Linked DNA regions of Manis pentadactyla: region 1 is linked to region 2. The links are chromatin contacts, called in public Hi-C maps. All regions are on one chromosome and are shown on one strand. Each heading gives the region's core, a stretch centred on a gene start, on an enhancer-like site or on the middle of the called end of the contact. The rest is flanking DNA. Distances are from core to core; before and after follow the strand shown.

Region 1 (2,870 bases), core at 346-2,845, 180 kb after region 2:
TTAACTCCTCCTTACTAAGGAACCATTTTAAGATGTGTATGTACGCACATGTAAGGTTCAAATATATTTTCAGTCACTGAGATAGTTATCTATAAATGTATACGGATGTAAGATCAGTTCATCCAAAAATCCCTGAGAGATCGAGGAAGTGAAGGTTACTTCAGCAACCACAATAATTATGAAAAAAACCTGCGGCAAAACAGTATGGAAAAGTACAGCTTCTCACGTGTCCCTCACAGACACAAATACTTAGCTCTGAAGCCATTACAACCTTACCTCCCCGCAAAACTGCTCCCCTCCACCGCACAACCGGGAAAAATTAACCAGCCTCCTAGTAGTTCCCCAAGGGGCTCATCTACCTATTAACTTACCCCTCCCGCGTTGGTCCCGCTCCCGCCCCAGGAATAACATAGCCCTGCTGACCCCAGGCGGACCCCGCCGGTGTGCAAATAGGTAATCTAACCAGTTCCCTCCATCCTTAACCATGTGAACCATCCCAAGGCAACATGCTGCTCACCAACCCCTGACTCTGCGGTCCTCCCATCCCATCCCCACGTGTCAGCTACCCTCCCCCACAGCCCCACACCTCACCGGTTAGGCCGGGAAAGAAAGAGGGCAGTGGAAAGCCTGGCCCCTAAGAGGGTGCGACCTGCAGGAATGAGTCCCACCGCAAGCCCCTTTCTACCTTCCCACCCTTTACAGACCCCTCCGCCCGCCTTCCTCTGAAACCAGGCCCTTGCCTCAGAAACCTCCTCCTCCTCGTCGTCGTCGTCCTCCTCTTCCTCGCTGTTGTTGCTGCTGGTGCCGCCGCCGCCGCCGCCACTGTTGTCGCTGTCGCTGCTGCTTTCGCTGCTGCTGGGGGGTCGGCAAGTCCGGTTACGCTTGGCCTTGTGGTGTTGCTGCTGCGGCGGCTTCTTCTTCAGGAGCAGGTCGCAGACGCGCACCATACCACGAGGAGACGAGGCCGAGCGAGCCCCGCTGCCGCCGCCGACCTCCGCCGCCGCCGCCGCCGCGGGGGGGCCTGCAATAGCCGCCACCGCCGGGGGGCTCCCTTCTCCCTCAGCTGCCGCCGCCACAGCCGCCACCGGAACCGTGGCCTTCTCCATCCCCAGGGAAGGATGGAGGGCGCGGACGGGGGAGGGGTGTGGGGATTCCGCGCTACCGCGACTTCGGCCGCACCGGGGCCGCACAGCGCTCGGTGCCGCCTCCGCCGCCACCGCCTCGGTCACCTCTACTGCCGCCGCCGCCGCCGCTCCGCCAGCTCTCACTTCGTCTCGCGATACTAAGGGCGGGGAGCCTGAGGGTAGGAGGAAGAGGGAGGGAGCGTGAGGGAGCAAGGTCGAGGGTGGGGGAGGCGCAGAGGGAGACCCGGGTGTCGGGAGACCCAGCGGAGGGGAGACCGTGAGGAGACGGGGGGTGTGTGCCTGGGGCGGATTCCGATGGGGGGACGGCGGGGACAGAGAAGGGCCGCGGTGACTGCTGTGGCGCCCGCGAGCACCGGGATTTCTTCTCTTTCCTTGCTATTTCCCCACACACAGCCCTTCAGAACGCTCTTCTTCCTTCCTCGCTTGTAACTAGAACGCAGTCGCAGGCGGAAGTGCAGGTGACGCCATCAGCCGTCGCCCTAGCGGTGGCGCGCGGGTGGCCAAAAGACGAAAATGAGATTTCTAGGGCCGGCTTCCGGGCCTCAGCGGGAGGGCATGCTGGAGAGGAGCGGCCCCGGGTCGGGTTGGAAGCTGGGGCGGAAATGCGGCCCAGTCGCTGTTAGCTGGCCGCCGGGGCCGCAGATCCCGGAGGTGGGGCCTCATTGTCGAGTGAAGTACGTAGTGTTCACTCCTGGCCTTTTTTTTCCGCCGCCAAATCGTGAGTTTGGAATCATGAGAGATGGCGTCGTGTGAGGGAAAGAGCCTCTTTTGGCTTCTCTGAGTTTTGAGGCAAAGACTTCCTGAGTCTAAGTTTACACCTGGGCAATATGAATGAGTTTGATTAGGTGATGTCTTAGATAACAACTCTAGTTTCCAAACGGAACGCAGGAGAAGGACTTTGCGGACAATTCACTGAATGACCCTGATCTAGTTCTTCCACCTCTCACCAGTTTACCTTTTGTCTGTGAAGTGAGCATCATAAGTAATCATCCTTGTCTATCCAGCCTTAGAAAGAATAATTTGATGGGGGTGAGTTCATTTGTAGGTATCTGAAGAACTTTCAGGACTTTTGAAATAATGGTGTAGTTTTGTTAATTAAAAATTATCCCTTCCTGGTCCAATAGTACAGTGGCGTAAGGAAAATGAAGCAAACATCAAAGACAGATGTACTGGCACAAAATAAAAAGTATGCCTCAGCTGACATACTTGCCATTTTAAAACTGCTAAGTTTAGCTGAGTGTGCCTGAATTTTTTTTTAGCATTTTTGTTTCTTTTTAGCATTGGCATACCATATGAAATGTGGGCAGTTGCCAATACTCGACAGAGTACTATGGCAGAATTGGTAATGACTGAATCAGTTCATTCAAGCAAAATTTCATCATGAGCCTACTGTGTGCATAGTTAATGAAATCAGTCTGCTTCCAAGGACTTTTAAGGTTTGATAAATATGTAAGATAAAAGTATGCTCACAAAGTACTAATCATCTGCCCGTTCCTCTCCTAGTTGTTACTGAGTTCCTGTGCAGAACAGTACACTACATTGTGTATCTTAGAACTGCATATTTAGGTTCTATAACTTCAGCTGGATTCCTCCCTCCTACTTTGTATATCCTTCAGCATTTTTCCTTCCTAACAATAGAATACTTTTTGCGGTCTTTAAATCCCAGCTCATTTCATTACATGGTTTTACTTCAAATGTCACAAGAGGTAGATGCTATTAGGCACA
Region 2 (3,014 bases), core at 40-2,539:
AACATTTTCATTATTATTGTGTTTGTTACGGTAATCTGTGATCAGTGATTACAATTTGCTGAAAACTCAAATGATGTTAGCATTTTTCAGTATTTTTAAATTATATTTTTAAAAGACATAAGGCTATATTGAATGCTTAAGCCTACAGTATAGCGTAAACACAACTTTTACATGCATGAAGAGACCAAAAAATTTATCTGACTCCTTTCACTGCAGTATTTGCTTATTGCAGTGGTCTGGAACTATACCTGCAACAAATCCTCTAGGTGTGCCCATACCGTCCTAAAAGGATAAGGAAGCACGGCAGGTCATATGGCTGTGAGTAACCGGACACAGGCTTGTAGGTGGTACAGCCTGAATAAAGAATCAAGCTTGCAAATTGCTAGCTTAGTAATTTTTTCTAGTAAGATCAGTTGGACTATTTGGGGATGAAAGATGCTGCAGACATACAAGCTGTTACAACCTTTAAGACGGAAAAATTACAGGTTTCTCCACACAATTTCTCCTGCTGATTCCTTTATTTTTCTCATTCACGAACACCAAGCATAGTTACACCATTTGTGCTTTGGGCACAAACCCAGCAGAGTAAACGAAATGACGGGTTGCATGTGTTACCACACATCTCTCATTTCACATAGTAGTCAGTGCTAGTTAAATTTCTTAGCAATAAAATGGTCACGATGATTAACACTAAGCACTGCAAAATTTCGGGGGAGGCGTCCACCACCCTCACCGCGGAGGCTGATGCGCAGAGTCCCGGCACGGCTCGACGCCCCTCACCTTGGCCAGGATGTAGTGCTGGTAGGCGGCCAGCGGCAGCGTCACAGCGCCGCGCAGGGCCACGGTGGTGAGAAGAATGCTGCCCCACCAGGGAAGGCCTGTCGCGGTGTGTGCGCAGAGCAGCATTTGCTCCGTGCCCTGCACCGGCGCTGACGTGGCTAGGGCCTCGTACCAGCTGCCCGCGCCGCCTGGGCCAACTGCAGAGACTGACGCCACCGCCCACACTGGCAGAGCGGAGCGTTTGGTGCCGCCCGTTGGGGCCGGTGCAAGTGGTGGGCCCCGGGCCCCGAGCAGCAGGGCAGGCAGTGGCCGCTGCAACCTACCGCAAAGCCGGCACAACATGCCTACAGCAGGCCTGTGTCCGAATCGCGGGACACACGAAAGAGCTTCCCGCGCTGCTCCGCGGGGCCGTCACGCGCATGCACTGACGATCCTGGGGATACAGAGAACGCGCGCCCGCAGACAGCCACTACGGCCCTTCCCAAACACGCCAAGGACGTCTTGCGTCGCACTGAAGATGACGCAAGAGAGGGGGAAGTCCCGCCTTCCCCACGCGGCACTGGGCTGGCCTACTGCACGCATCCGGAACTCCCGTCTGCTGGCGTGGAACTCTTCCGAGGCCGGAACTGTAGAGCCGTGGGTGGGTTTGCTGCCCTGGGCCGGACGTGAGTTTTAGGAAGCGATCGCCCTGTAGAAACGGTCTTCAGCATGTGCCTTTCCTTTCTTTTAAACTTAAACTAGTTATGCCATTTGTACGGGACTGAGCTTGGTGGGTCTTTTGTGACCAAAGGATAGTCTCCCATCTCTTTACGTGCGCCCTGGTCGCTTCCGCTAGAGACTGAGACTTGTTAATACTGCTAAAGAGTCGTCACGTTGCTGAAATGCCAGCTTGGAGGCATGTTTCCAGCCGTCAAGTTTTTATGCTTGAGGCATACTTCAGTTTGTGGAATAAAGATCTGAGTGGCTCATTTCTTCCAGTTAGCATTTTTACCCTACGTGCAAACTGACTTTCCTTCAACATTTGATCCAAAACTTTAGAAAATAGCAGATCTATTAAGAGTAAAGTATCATCTCCTGACTTAGGAGTAATTAACAGTGGAAACACCGTGAATTCTTTTACTAGAGTTTGCATGTATCCTAGATACGCTTTCAAGAGCCTTAACAGTAGCTTTAGGTGTCTTCTGGTTAAAAGGAACGGGCCATGTCTGTGGGACTAGTTTTCACTTTTGTGTTTCTGGCAACAGCAACTGGAATGAGGTAATTTCTTCGCAGAAAGGTTACCCCTAGACCTAAAGGCCAAATGGTGTTGCATGGAGTAAAATGCTGATTAGAAAAAAGACTGTGACAAAAGTTGGGGCACTGTCAACTGCAGCTGCTGTTGTTTCATTACACACCTACCCCAGGGAGCCAGAATAGTCTTTTTCACTGATTCTGGAAGTCATCTACCTTCAAATCGACATCTGAGAAGTCCAGACATGAATTTTTAAATGTGCTTAAACACACACATCCCAACGTATGCTATATACATTACTTTTAAAAGAAAAAGCTTACCCATCTGTTTCCCTATGCATTTTTCCCTCTTAAAAGTAATTTCTTTTAAGTTAAAAAAGAAGTGACAGGTTGCTGACTACTGATTAAGGTGGAAATGAATTTTAAGTGGAAATATCTTCGTCTAAAGATTGTGGTAATAAAAAAGCGACTTCAGTGCGGTTGCATCATTCTTCTAGAGAACTGATGACATTTAGAGTCGTCCACAGTGGCATTTGGGCCTAGAGACTCTCCCCTTTCAGTATGTAGGAGAGAGTCAATTGAAAAAAATCCCAAGAAGAAAAATCCATGTTTATGTATTCACTGTTCATATAATCTATGTTAAGTTTTCAAACTATTCCTCAGATCCCTAAGACTTCTTCATGTGGAGCTGTATGATGGGGTCAGGACTGGGACTTTTTCAGACACCGTAGGTCCACTTTAGCTGCTACATATTGGGATCACATAAACTTTCACTGTTTTAAGTTTGAATATTTTGATCTAAATAAAATTTATGAGTATCTAATTTATTAATTTCTCATATATAAACAAATTTCTTAATACATATAATGCAGAGGATCAGAACTTGCTATCTACTTGGTAGAGAATGTTAATGCAAGTATTTAATTTTAAAGTCCAATACAAAAGTAGTGTTAGCACTGATGTTTAAGTACATACTGGCTAACCAAAACTGATACCTTGTAATC

Evidence for each region. A called contact is a pair of places that touch in the nucleus more often than the background predicts.
Region 1: a contact with region 2 is called in a Hi-C map of blood, with 5 times the contacts expected there. The contact joins the promoter of ANKRD17 here to the promoter of LOC118933344 in region 2. A contact is called at or near these places in 2 of 3 Hi-C or Micro-C datasets (blood and skin fibroblasts).

The regions. Positions count from the first base shown.
Region 1 is chr5:59,948,633-59,951,502 of mManPen7.hap1, forward strand. It overlaps ANKRD17 (ankyrin repeat domain 17), which reads right to left and starts at 1,596. Exons shown (of 32, transcript XM_036927556.2): 1 at 741-1,596. The coding sequence starts at 1,106. It overlaps LOC118933358 (a long non-coding RNA gene), which reads left to right and starts at 1,171. Exons shown (of 5, transcript XR_005033085.2): 1 at 1,171-1,303.
Region 2 is chr5:59,773,385-59,776,398 of mManPen7.hap1, forward strand. It overlaps LOC118933344 (cytochrome c oxidase assembly protein COX18, mitochondrial), which reads right to left and starts at 1,290. Exons shown (of 5, transcript XM_036927533.2): 1 at 781-1,290. The coding sequence starts at 1,122.